Regions from separate parts of the Mus musculus genome. Here region 2 is linked to region 1. The links are chromatin contacts, called in public promoter capture Hi-C maps. All regions are on one chromosome and are shown on one strand. The core of a region is the stretch at or near the end of the contact, and the rest is flanking DNA. Distances in the headings are between cores, read along the strand shown. Region 1 holds the start of Pgrmc1 (progesterone receptor membrane component 1). Region 2 holds the start of Dock11 (dedicator of cytokinesis 11).

Region 1 (7,124 bases), core at 3,300-5,799:
CACCATTGTTTGCTGGGCAGATTATAAGCAGCATTTATAGGTGAGGCCTAATTTATAGGTGGGTTAAATCAGAGTCAATGAGAAGTTGTTTGGCAGAACACAAGTTTCCCATTCTTCAAGAGAGCTGTGGGCTGCTTTTAAACAGTAAGTCTGACAAGACAGGGCTTATGAAAATCTTCCTGTAGGCAAGAGGCCCACTGTCCTTTCGCTACATGCTCAAATGCTAGTATGGAATCTATATCCTTTCATGCAAAAATGCACATATCAAGAAAACTTGGTATGTCATCATAGTAAGTGACTCAGCACTGCTACCATTCCTTTATGTCATGAACTTGACCTGTCCAAGATTCAGGAGCCTATCAAAATGCACCCGATTTCAGGGTGCTTACTCATAGCTATTGTTTGATCATAAATCTGCATTACTGGTAGAAATTTGATCTAGGCAAAATATAAAGCAATGCTTACAAGTGAACTGAGAGTCCCAGTCACTCAGGGTCTCCTGCTGTGCAGGGGTGAGGTCAGAAAGGTCGTCATACTCATCCTTCAGTGCTTCTTTGTCCAGGCAAAATGTGGCAAGGCCCCTGGATGCATCTCTTCCGGCAAAGACCCCATATGGCCCCTCTTTAAAGACAAAATGAAACCAAAGACAGATTCTTTATTAGATAATACACTTTTCCTTGGCTCACGTAAACAGAAGACGGCTTCCTTGCTTTCAACACCAAAAGCCTCCTTTTAATTTGTTTGTTTGTTTGTTTGTTTTGAGACAGGATTTCTCTGTGTAGCCCTGGCTGTCCTGGAACTCACTCTTGTAGACCAGAATAGCCACAGAGAACTCACAGAGATCCATTTGCCTCTGCCTCCTGAGTGCTGGGATTAAAGGAGTCCACCACTTCCTGGCTTCACATTCCATTATTGAGCTGCACGAATACACTTTGATCATTACATAAGGGCATTGACAGACTTACTGTCACTTTGATAAGTAAAATGAAATAAAGATGTGTAGCATTTGAAATCTATGTCCTGCACATAGCTAATATAAGCTCAAGTAGTTCTTTTGACGGTGGCCTTAATGGGGATTGTTTGATTATACACTCCATGGGTTAGAATTCAGCTCAAAGACTTTGTATCTACAGGTTGGCTCTATTCTGGGTGCTTGAGCCAAGACAGTCAAAGTTACAGTTTCTAACCACTAATGTGTAAATGAAAACATTTTCTTATCAACATATTCTGATATGTTTTAAATGATCTTTAGTTGCAAGTCATGAACCCTAAGGCATCTGCAAGAACAATCATTTTACAAATACCAGTGGTTCCAAAGCCTCTCTGCGTTATATAACCTTTACTGTCTTATTTAAATCAGAACTCACAACAAGGGAGATCAGTTTTGGTACTATTATTAAGTGTAAGCATACAAATGAGTGTAAACAGCAGTGAAAACACTAAAATTTTCACTGAAAAGGGCTGCAATCAACGCCTTCAAATAATCTCCTAAAACCTGAAAAATGCTACTATGTATAACATCATAGCAAGCTTTTGTCTGAGGACAGTGGATCAATCTGAATCCACCTGAAGTGGTTATTTAGAGTTAAATATTGCACAAACAAATGAAAGGAATTCGGAGTACTTTAAGCAATGCCTCGTTTTCCCAAAAGGAGGCTAGATAGCAACTCTGACATTAAAATCGTCATACCAACTAGGAATGGCTGGTATTTCATTACAGTGTGGTTATCTGAAACTTTAGTCGACCAAACTGTTTTTCTTTCTAACATATTAAGATCCATTTTTTGTAGGACTGGGGCTTTGCATATTCTAGGAAAGCACCCTAGTGCTGAGATATACTTCAAACCCTTAGGATCATCTTGTAAATGCAACTAAGATTCTAAAATAGGGGTTGGTTTCAGTCCTCATTGCATGCTGCCACTAGAGAAGGTTTAAAAAGAACAAAATTCATATGCTTTTCACAAAATATATACTGCTAATGGAAATAGTATCACCTAGTGCTTGGAAACAAAGTCAAAGTCTTGGTTTGGACTCTTACCATTTTAGAAATTACAGTCCCTGGACTGGTAATGCATACTTAAACAAGATCTAAGGCAAATATTAATAGTCTTTGGAGAGTATATTTTGTTCACTACAAAGCATATTAACTAGATGCTTGGTGAGCAGAGCTTTGTGTTTTTCACTCACTGCTACTCGCTAGCATCTACGACTGTGCTGTACAGAGTACTAGACACTCAAATGGCTTCACTTCTAAGAGTACTCTGTAACAGAAAATATTTCCACTATGATACTATCAGTGTTCCTTGGCCTCCTCACACTGGGGGCGTGCTTGTCTTTTTATGTTCCCAGAGGGAAAACTAAGGCCTTGAGACCATAGGGCGTTGCACCAGATCACACAGCTGGTCAGGGACAACAGCGAGGCTAGAATGTAGAGTGCAGGTTGACTCCTAGTTGTAGCTGTTCCAGTACACACATCGATATCCGGCAGGATGACTCTGCAAACTGTAACCTACCTGGTTAGAATGGAGACAGCTTGACTCCAGCTGTGCTCTCTGAAAGCACGGAGGATCCCCATGTGATGACTTTGCAAATACAACCAGATGACGAGGCCTCGTGCATTTGTGTTGATTACCTTATGGTTTAGCTTAATAATTATGGGTAATTACACCATTGTTTATGGATAATGTGTGACTACAGTGACAAACAATATGTAGTTTTCCTATTATTTTGCAGTCACATGCCTACAGAACGTAATTTTCTAAAATGTCTGAAAGCAGAAAGGAAGAGTGAGAGTTCACTAAAAAGCCTTTGGCACATGTGCTTTTGATTGGCTGGACTCTGAGACGTAACAGAGTGGGTATGTCTGGTTTGGATTAGTGCTGGCTAGTCTTCCCTCTCAGACCAATGAGCATGTGAACATACCCACCCCCCAGCCCCGAGTTCCTGGTGCTTAGAGGAATCCATATTGGGAGAGCTAAAGCCTCTTCTTCCTCTCTAAATGTTCTAGAAAGCAGGGCTTTCTAAATCTGGCTGATTCCCCATTTCCCTACAGCAGAGGAGTAAAATGTAGATCTTTTTAGCCCTCTCCCCTGCCCCAGAGATCTAAGTGTGGCTATGGATGGTCAGGCCAAGAATCTGTATTTTTCATAAGCATCAGGTGATTGTGATAGGCAATCCAGTTTGGAAAAGCCTCATTTCTGGGGAGTTGTCCATCTCTTGTTTTCCCCTTGGTTGGCTTTTCCTGAAATCCCCCCACCCATCGGGCTTCACAGCCTTACCCTATTGTTTCTCAGGACCCTTCCACTCCTCCCTCCCACCCCCGTTTCATTTCATTTTATTTTTTCCACCTCCCAGTCTCCCCACTCTATCATACACTAAATATGGTGTTTCTGACCATCTCACCATGTTACCATAGTCCACCACACACTGCTCTTAATGCATCCAACCAAGCTTGGTCGCTTATTCATCATCCAGCCTGAGTCCACCCCACTCTGCACGCACATACACATACCAAAGACATACCTAACACATGTCACATTCCAAGCGCCACCCCCCAGACAAACGGTGTACACCAAACACACATTCACTGCGCATGCACACAGTGTACACACACACACACACACACACACACACACACACACATTCTCCGCCAGGAACAATGCTGCTTTACCTGACACTAATCCCCTTCTCCACTTTCTCTCTTTACACACCCTTACATTCCACCATGGCTCCTCCGGCGTCATCGGCCTCCACGTCTTCTCAAGTGTCTGGGCCTCTCTGGAGACACCTTCATTTTTTCCCCTCAAATCCGAAGTCTCCCCCTCTTTTCAGGACCCCCGCCCCAAAGCCCACTACCTTCGAAAAGTTCCCTAATATCCCGGGGCTTCGGACCTCGCTGTCCCTCCCACCCGCGGTTTCCAAGGCTCAGCCTCATTCGGGCATCCCATCCCCCCGTACGCACCCCCACCCACCCAGAGCCTCGTGCCCCCGGCCCGCTCCCATTGCTGCCCGCCTTCCCTCCGACCCTCCCACGGGGGCGCCCCACCTCCCCCGGCCTCTCTCCCGCCCCGCTTCCACGCCAGGGTCCCCTCTTTTGTCTCCACGACCCCCTGGCCCTGCCTCCGTACCAGGCCCGTAGAACTTGCGGCCTTTGGTCACGTCGAACACCTTGCCGTTGATGGCCATGAGAATGCGCGGGTCCTGGACGCCATCGAAACGCCTCAGCTCGGCAGGGGTGAAGTCGCGCCGCTTGAGGCGGGGCAGCGGGGGTGGTTCGTCGTCGTCGTTGTCGCCACTGGCACCGGGCTGGTCCCCGCGAACGATCTTGTAGAGCAGGAAGATGCAGAGGCCCAGGAGGAGCAGGTTGAGAGGAGACGTGAAAATCTCGTGCAGCAGCCCGCCGCCCTCTAGCTCGCTCGGGTCGGCGCCAGTCGCCACCACATCCTCGGCAGCCATGATCTCTGGAGCAAAGGTTGGGCCCGGCTAGGCAGAGCTCCGGAACAGTCCGCTTCCTCCGCCCTCCCAGCGAACAGTGGCGCGCAGCGTTCTTTGACAGAGGAAGAAAAGCTCGGGAGGGGCGGGGCTCCGGGGGCGGAGCCTATAAGCCCCCGCCCTTCGCGGCCACCTAAGCGCCCCGCCCTGCTCGGGCTGGCTCGGGCAAGCTGGGCCTGGTTCGGCCTCTGCTTCGGGCCCCCTATGTAGCCTCGGGGGTCTTGGTCTTTCTCCCTCAACCGCTCCGTCAACCAGGGCCACCGAGCCCAGCCCACCTCTCTGTTCTACCTGCTGGGCCTCTGCCCCGGTTTCCGGGCACCCTCAGATCATAGTGCAGCTCGCAGACACACAGCTCAGTCTCTTGGGTACAGTGGGTAGCTTCCCGCTGACCCTGTGGGGAAGCCTTGACTTTAGGGCCCGCTCCTCGCGGCAAATGACGTCAGTTAAAATGAGGTCGCATTTCTCTTGCTTCGCTTCTATTTTAAAGCCCCTTATACTCTCTCCCCTGGGCCATACCCTTAGAGCCAGGTAGCTGTTTTGGGATACTCTAATATCATGCCTTCAACTCCTTTTCACCTTACAGTCCTAGACTATTCGAACATCCATTTTGGGATGGTTCGCCTCCAATTCTTGCCCAAAAGCTGTGGGACTAACACCCAAAGGACAGCCAGTCAGGTAACAGGCCTGTCAATTCTATAAAATCTGGAGCTCAGATCGCCAGATTTTGCGTTTGTTCTTAAAGTTTTTTTTTTTCTTTTTGAAATCATCAATTATGCTTAGTCACAAGGCACCAGTAATCAACAACTGACATTCTGTTGTTGAGCCTTTTTTTTCTATAGAAATACCAGAATAATGTTCAAAGTTCCGTTGCTTGACAGCATTCTTCTATTTGAAGTCTGTGGAAACTACCCTTGGCAGTCACTGTAACCCTGAGCACAGCCCCTGATAAACGCTGGAGTTTGGAAGGATCCTAGATTTTATCTTTTTAGATTCCCAGGCTTCTGGTGTGCAAACAGGCTGCACGGGAGCAGGCCTCTATGGAACAAGGATTGTGCCTATTTTTCAGAGACCTAATCTGGCTGCCCCCCCCCTTAAATTGTAATTGGGAAACGGTAACATAAGAAAAAGGAGAATAATTAAAACCAAGCCATGCACACATCTGCAGAGCAGGGCACGACTTTTCCATACAATCCTGTTTGTACACCACTTACATGCAAGAGATTTGTGCAGAGAATTGGCTAAATTCTGAAAACTTTTGGCAAACACTGCTGTAATCCCTGCCCCCCCCCATCTTCTTAAAGTGTAATGAGTCAAACACTCTTTATATCCAGCCCACACATTTTTTCCCCCAGAGCTAAATTTAGGATTAGCTAAACCGGCCCCTCCAGATCTTTTGTCAAAACTCTTCAACTTAATCATCATGAAACAAGCTCAAACTGAGAGCACTCAGCTCCGGTTAGAATCCAGTTATCCCTTTCACAGAGTACTGTGAGCAGCAAAGATATTTCTTAAAAAATAACAAACTTGTGAAAAATGTTTTCATTTGAAACTAATATGGCCAAAAAAAAAAAAAAAAAAAGGGGGCTGGTGAGATGGCTCAGCGGTTAAGAGTGCCGACTGCTCTTCCAAAGGTCATGAGTTCAAATCCCAGCAACCACATGGTGGCTCATAACCATCTGTAATGAAATCTGATGCCCTCTTCTGGTGTGTCTGAAGACAGCTACAGTGTACTTACATATAATAAATAAATAAATATTTAAAAAAAAAAAAAAAAAAAAAGAATCTATCTTTCAGTGTTCATGTTAACTGATAGGAAGATCGTTAAGAGGCTGAGGAAATGGCCTAGTGGGCAAAACACACTGGCATGCAAGTGGAAGACCAGCTTCACCATCCCCAGCACTCATATAAAAGCTATGAGGGTTTGGCAGCTAGCCTTTAATGCAGAGCTGGGGAGTGGGCAACAGGTTAACAGACTATCTTTTGCCCTGCTATCTAAGGGGGGGTGATTAAGGGATACACTATACTTCAACCTCTGCCATCCACACAAGCACACCCCCCCATACACACACATGCATACTCAAATACATACCACACTCACAGACCATGTGGCAAAGAAGAAAGAAACAAAAAAAGAAAGAAAAGAAAATCACAAGTGAAATCCTCTAGTCATAATGGAGAAAAATGAGGAAATATCAGTGGTGAATAAAAGCATATAAAATGTTCAGTTTTGTTAGTAATTAAGAAATACATGGAAATACCATTGTCATCTGCCACCTTTGTATAGGATGGGTATAAAGAGCAGAAACGAATAACATGCTGGTAGAAAAGTGAGGAGGATGTTCCCATACATCAACATCAGCATAAGTTTTTGTTAGCCATAAGTGTTTTCATGAAACCCGCTTCTAGAAATAGAATTTTTGTCCCAGTAATCCACTTCTAGGAATCCATCTTGCTTAGAATGAAGACCAAGATTCCATTAGGAATATGTTCATCAAACATTCATTTTTGATATGGAAACTCTGGACACAACCCAAATGTTCAAGTTCAAATAAAGTGGCTAATTAATTCACTGTATATTGTGATAAATCATAGTTGGATTATTCAAATATCATCACATCATGGGAAAATATTTA
Region 2 (7,124 bases), core at 1,240-3,739, 710 kb after region 1:
CCTCCCCTCAAGTCTTAATACACATCACATACCACAGAAATGAGTAGATTTCACTCCTCTACATTCCCTTGCATAAAAGCTAAAAAAAAAAAAAAAAAAAAAAAAAAAAAAAGAACCTAAGTAAGGTCAGCTAACCAGGAAACCCCGGCCACGGGCTGTAGCTCCAAGAGTCTTTCTCTATTAATAGATTTTTTTTTTCCAGCACTGCCAAGAATGAAGAGGTAGAAAGAAGCCACTGCACCTGTGCTGCACAAAAATTATAGGTGGCACATGTCTGTAGTCCTAGCATCCAGTAAGCTGAAGCAGGAGGACTAACACCAAGTACAAAACCAAAGTTCTAGCCTGGGCTACAGAGTGAGACCATGTCTCAAAACTGATCTTTTCAAAGCCTAAAACTTCAGAAAGAATAATAACTTTTTACTGTTGAGGGAGGCAGGTCAAATGCTGGTCAAATCCCAGCAGAGGTTGTCTGTGCCTCATATATTTTCTTGATACCATCTGTCCATCTTCCCTCTCTCTTCACATGCTATGGTAGGTGGCCAGCCACTCCTCAGAGAAGGTTTGCTTTATGATTTTAGAAAAGCCATCCTTGTGCTAGGCTGTCTGGATCACTTGCTAATAACCACTGAAGATGACAACCTGGTATAAAATGCCTTGCACACAGCTTGTGGTCCTCTCTCAAATGGCCCTGATGACAAGTGAGGTTCTGATCTGACCTCAACAGGTTCTGGCTCCAAATCTGGGTGAAATATACAATAAGCCAAATCCATTAAGACAACATTAAAGGTCTGGGTTTAGCCTCACCAAGCAGCAGGATTAAACTTCAAGGGTCCAGCCATGATAAAGACATTTCTTTAAAGTCCCTTGGCTCTGCACAGTTGCAGCTATTAGAAATCCGATTTTTATCTCAAAGGTACATATTTTACCTTTGATCCTCTTCCAGAATTCCCACTAATGTCAACTTTCCCCACTGTTAGGATCAGGCCCCTTGCCTTGCTTTAATGTTGGTTTTATTGCCGATTCTACAAGATCAACATAAAAATTACAGGGAAAAGCTGCGAGGTTCCCTTCCCAGGATAAGTTGTGCTAACAAAAAGCTCTCTCTTAAGTGCGGAGATTTAAACACAGCGAATGACATGAAATAATATAGGAGTGGAAAGAGACAAAAGCCAGCAAATCTCCTGCAAAACAAAGTAACAAAAAAGCACGCTAATGATTTAGTCCCACTGCTTATTTAAGGTTTGGTCCCTAGTCCAAAAAATTGGCAATGGGAGCCTTTAAAAGCAAAGGAGCAAGTGCCCCTTACCATCCAAGGCTTCCCTCCAGATTTAGACCATCTGAACAGGACTGATGAGGGTGCGCTGGCGTGCGGGGGAGGGGTGGTTCCCCGAGGGGGGTGTCAGAACACTCTCCAATCCCCATCCCCCAGCTCTACCCGCCGCCAAGACATCCCCAATAGTCTACGTAGGCGTCTGGTTCTAGGGTCTTCATCCTTACACAGCAACATCCAGTCCTTCCCACATCCTCTTGCCTCCAATCGCTCACAAGTCTTAAGAACCATCCTCTCCCAGAGGATACAGACTCAAAACCCACTCAGGCGCAGACCCACCCCCGTTGTTTCCAATCCTCTCCCTCTGTCTTAGTTGGCAGTACCCCTCAACACCCATCACCACCCTCCCTCTCCCCAGTAGCAGGAGGAAGTCGCTATGCTTCCTCTGTCCACATCGCCCGCCAGAGCTTGGGCGCCCTGGGCTTTTGGGTGGGGTTTTTTGTGTGTGTAAGTGAGTGTGTGTGTGTGCGCGCGTGTACCCGATGTGTATCCGCACTCAAGTATATCTGTGCTCATCGCATCCTTCCGCCTAGGCTGCCCCAGGTGCCCTCTTAAAGGGATCCGGATCTCCTCGTGCCCTAATCTCCAGCTCTTTGTGCGGGGGTCCGGGGGAGCGGGAGGTGCGATCTGAAGCTTTCAGCCGCCCCCGCTGGGGTGGAGACCCACTCTCCGGCCGCAGCTCTGTGAAACCCGCTGTGCCATTCAGCTTCCAGCCCAGCGCAAGCTGGTGGGGTAGCCAGAGCGCTGTCCCGTGGCGCCTGAGACTCCCACCCCCAGGCAGCCGGTTGCCAGAGCGAAAACTTAAGTAGAACAGAGGAAAAAGAGAGCTCCTAGCGCTCGACCGCAGCTGCGCCCATCCTGCCCGTGGTCTCCAGCGCGCGCGCGGGAAGCCACCGCGCTGCTCCCGGTGTGAGCGAACCCCCCCCCCCCCGGGACTCCCCGTCGCTCGACCACTCACCAGCACCACGGAGCCCCGCACGGCCTCCGACACGCTCTGGCGGAGCTCGGCTGCCGTGCCTGGCTTGCTCAGCCGCTTGGTGAATTTGCGCACTTCGGCCATGGCAGAGGTGGCGGGCAGGTCTCGGCGGGAGCGCTCAGTGCCCCGGGCCCGGGCGGCCGCTGCTGCTGCTGCTGCCTGTGTTTACACGCCGACGGGCCGGCCACATCTCAGCTCGCCGCCCCGCGCCCAGCTCCCGCGGCTCCTCCTCCCGCGCGCCGCTCCTCCCTCTTTCCCTCCTTTTTGCTCTAGCTTTTGCAGGCTCTGGGTCCTGCCGGGCGGCGGCGGCTGCTCCCTCTCACCAAGGGCCCCGACCTGAGTGGCCTAAGAAGGAGGGTGTGTCTCCTGGAGGGGGAGGGAGTGCTGGAGGTGGGGGCGAGGGTCACGCGGGAAGAGGGGGAAGTGGCAAGCACCCGGGCTCCGCCCGCAGCTGATGTTGCTGGTGCAGCCGCATCCGGGAGGCGAGATGAGGCTGCTTCTTTTTCCGAGTGTATGGCGCGGGAGGGGGTCAGAGGTGGGTGATGAAATGTCTCCAAGACTAGGGTGTGCTGGGGCCTCCAGAGACCTCTGCCTCCCTTAAGACTTCAGGAGCAGTGAGGCGGTGGGAAAAATCTCACTTGCCCCCAACCTGCAAGCCCCTGGGTCCCAGGCGGCTAGAGGCTGGGAAACAACATGGAAGCAGCATGCTCCTATTGTGTACTCAGCCTGGTTGGGTCTGCCCTATGTCAAAGGAAGGAAGAGCGGGTTTGCTGCAGGAAAGACTTGTCTGGGTCTGTACCCAACCCCCTTCATTTCCCCACCCAGGCATCCACTTCATAGGGCAACCAGGGGACAGGCTTCTAGAAGTGAGTCTTACCCAGGCAGGGATAGCTGGGTGGTGAGAGACCCCAGAGCCTTTGATGAATTGTGTGGTTCTGCAGTGATTCCAGAAGGAGTGGCCCTAGTGCTCACTGGGAAGGCTTTTGGAGGACCTATCAATCCTCTAGCTTTTACCTGTGCTCTGCAACCATCTCACCCTTTCCTTAATTTCCCCAGAACATCTGACTAGGTGTAAAGCATGCATGCTTAGACACAAACAAGGCCTTAATTCTGAAATGAAAGGCCCCACTTCATTTTTTTTTGTTTTGTTTTAAGTTTGAAATGGCCCATCACCAGGGGTCTAATCCTTTTTGAGGATTTCTACCGGTGCCCAAATGGCACTTTCCACACTTCTCAGGCCTTCAAAGAGCACACAGTCACACACCTACACAAGGACTTTGTTATGGAAACAAGAGCATGGGAATGGACTCCAGGAACCCAGAAAAGACCAAGTCTCCTAGCAGCAAGCCCATTTGGCCACCTTCTCATTGATCCTGATAAGGCACAGATGGAGGGTTCCTCCAGGACCTGGGACATGGAAGGGCTCTAAGGGACAGGCATTATCCTGCATGTTGACCTCACTCTGTGTGTGTGTGTGTGTGTGTGTGTGTGTGTGTGTGTGTGTGTTGGGGGTCGGGGTGGAAACTGTTACCTGCAGGTGGATCAGCACAAATTCATGCTATGTGTTCAATGAATGGTGAATATTTGTGTGTCTGGCTCCTAGTTGTTGACCTCCAGAATACTCTAGCATGTTTTCCCTTGCTAACTCCAGATTCACTGCTTCAGGTACAAGGCAGAGGCACAGGGCTTAGGAAAGAAAGGTAGTGCTCTAGGTACTGATGAATCATAATTGGTGAATATTAACCCATGTTCAACTCTCTACTGTACGATGGCATAGAATCCTACTCAGTTTGGGGCAATAGGTGTAAGACAGCAGACCAAGAGGACTCCTGGGTAAGTTCTCCACCTTGACAGAAAGAGAAGGTGTTTATTTCCCAGTCTATAGGTTCAATGTTCAGATCATGGAGCAGAGTCCAGTCCCCTCTGAGAATAAAGAGATGGCTTAGAGGTCAAGAGCACTCATTGCTCTTGCAGAAGCCATGGGTTCAGTTCCCAGCACCTGTATTGTGGCTCACAACGACCCCAAAGTACAGTTACAGGGAGATCACTCCAGTGTTTCTAACCTCTTCAGGCGCAAGGCACACATGTGGTACACATACACACATTCAGGCAAAACATTTACACACTATTGCTAAAATTCCTTCCTTGGGCAAGATGTAAACAACATCTATCCCTCCTGCTAAAGTCCCAATGACCCTCAAAGGTACAGTTCCTCCAAAATTCACCTGGGGGAACAAGGACCTTATTAGACTTACTTACAAAGCAATACATGAGATGTTAATGGCTGACATGAAAGCAGTAACATTGAAAGGTCTGCACCCTTCAGGGATGATAGCTTAACACAAGGCAGCAAAGTAGATGAATCCCCTTCCTTACTTATATCCTATACCTCTTCTGAGAGCTCCCAAGGCCATGTAAAATTAGGATACAGTTGTCCTTATATGTGAATTAAGGGGGTGGGGAGGTGTCTCATGAGTGGAAAGTAGAAGCAAGAAGCAAGGGCAGTGGTGGTGCAAGCCTTTAATCCCAGCACTTGGGAGGCAGAGGCAGGTGGATTTCTGAGTTCGAGGCCAGCCTGGTCTACAAAGTGAGTTCCAGGACAGCCAGGGCTACACAGAGAAACCCTGTCTCAAAAAACAAGCAAACAAACAAACAAAACAGAATGAACAAACAAACAAACAAGCAAGGGGCCTTTACATCTTACAGTTTGGCTTGAAGGGTAGTCCTATACAACACACATGAAATACATAATATGTAAATACAGAGAGGGGGGAGAGGAGAGAGAGAGGAGAGGAGAGGAGAGGAGAGGAGAGGAGAGGAGAGGAGAGGAGAGGAGAGGAGAGGAGAGGAGAGGAGAGGAGAGGAGAGGAGAGGAGAGAGAGAGAGAGACCTGTGTTCTTCGTTCTTCTCTAGAGTGATGTATTTTTGTATGTGAAGAATCAACCCTGGGTAGCTGTATTGTAAACAACTTCAAAGAAGCCAAACCAGAATTCAGCAGTGTTGATCCATCAAATCTACTTTTATACTACTTAGCTCTGGATTTCTTTCATGGACAGAAACTTAATACTTGAGTCAATCAGTCTCACTCTGCCAGGCTGCTTTGACACTCTCCATTGTAACTAAAGCTTGACTTGAACTCACATCTGGTAGCTGCAGTGCTGGGAATCACACCAAGGACTTTGTGCATGCCAGACAAGTACTCTACTAACTGAATTATATCTCTAACCCTTTATGTCACTTTTAGGTAGTCAAGTGTTGTGTTTCCTTTAGTCAAAAGCATCCTTAGAAGGTTCTTCTGAGCCACAGAAGGTACTCAGCTTTGAACATGACAGAAGTCCCTCTTCCCATGGAGCTGGGATTCCATGGTAAACAAATGAGCATGTTTATTTCAGCAAAATAAATTCCATACAGAGAGTTAAAGTAATGCGATAGAGTCAATGGACCTGGGGTCCTAATGTGGACAGTGTGGTCAAGAAAAGCCTCTTTGGGGCTGACGAGATGGCTCAGCGGTAAGAGCATTGACTGCTCTTCCAGAGGTCCTGAGTTCAATTCCCAGCAACCACATGGTGGCTCACAACCATCTGTAATGGGATCTGATGCCGTCTTCTGGTGTCTCTGAAGACAGCTACAGTGTACTCGTCATATATATATAAAATAAATAAATAAAATCTTTTAAAAAAAAAGAAAAAAGAAAAGCCTCTTGGGGGGGGCGCTGCAGGTAGAGCAAGAATGCAAGGAATATTCTGAAGATGGAGGCAGAGGTAATGTATTCAAAGATCAGAATTTTTAACGACCCCCCAGAGGTTAAAGGATTGAAGTGAAAGGTAAGAGATGGAGCCAGGAAAGTAGCAGTTTCTTCAGGCTTGTGAGCCATGGGAAGTGTATGTCATGTTGATGGTGTGCAAACACCATCCAGCCATTGGCCATTGTGTGGACTCCATGCCCATTCATGAGAGCATAGGTTTTACATTTTCTGCTTTAGCACTTCTCTTTAATTACTTACACATCAAAAGTGGTCCTCTCTACTGGGCAGGTGATAAATTAATGGCATTGTCTGTTTCCTTAATGAAAAAAAGTGGAAGTTTAATGAGAATGTGTTTGTGGTTCAGGGTAGTCTGGGATAGGAGCTTATTCCAAGTTTTAAAAAAGCGATAGAGAGCACATCTATGGAGCACTTCTGAAGGAGAGGCTATTAGAGCTGGATATTGAAGAATGAGTGGGATGCAGATACTGTGCTCCCATGGTAAAGAGAAATTGTAGTGGCAGCCTCTTCAGCCTCCAAAAGGACATTTCATTAGGTCATTTCTTATCTACATTTGTTAAAATAGCTTGGATGTTTCTCATAAATTCACCTGTCACATTAACATCATCTTAGCCAGGCATGGTGGTGCAGGCCTGCAATCCCAAAAGTCAGAAGAATGAGGCAGGAGGATTGTGACTTCAAAGATTGAAGCTACCCTGAAGAATGTAGAGTTTGAGACCAGCTCAGACTGTCAAAAAGAACTAGTCTCAAAGAAACGAGAGGAGGAGATGGAGGTGGTGTTGTAGAAGGAGAAGAAGCTGTAAAATTATATTACTTAAGAAAAACAATGCCTATAATTATATCCTTATTGTAAATTAAGAGGGTGTGGAAGTGTCTCATGAGTGGAAAATAGAAACAGGGGGTCTTTACATTTTATTATCTAACTGGAACTGCAACTGCGTGCACTTAAACCCTGCTTGTTTGTATGTTTAAAAATATGTTAATTAAGAAACATAAATGCCATTCCTCCATCATGTGAGCCACATTTCACATGCACAACAGTCAAATGCAGGGTA

The links. Promoter capture Hi-C pulls out the DNA fragments that hold promoters and counts their contacts.
Region 2: a contact with region 1 is called in a promoter capture Hi-C map of cranial neural crest. The contact joins the promoter of Dock11 here to the promoter of Pgrmc1 in region 1.

The regions. Positions count from the first base shown.
Region 1 is chrX:36,595,618-36,602,741 of GRCm38.p6, reverse strand. It overlaps Pgrmc1 (progesterone receptor membrane component 1), which reads right to left and starts at 4,549. Exons shown (of 3, transcript NM_016783.4): 1 at 4,128-4,549; 2 at 466-621. The coding sequence starts at 4,455.
Region 2 is chrX:35,884,197-35,891,320 of GRCm38.p6, reverse strand. It overlaps Dock11 (dedicator of cytokinesis 11), which reads right to left and starts at 2,489. Exons shown (of 53, transcript NM_001009947.3): 1 at 2,289-2,489. The coding sequence starts at 2,390.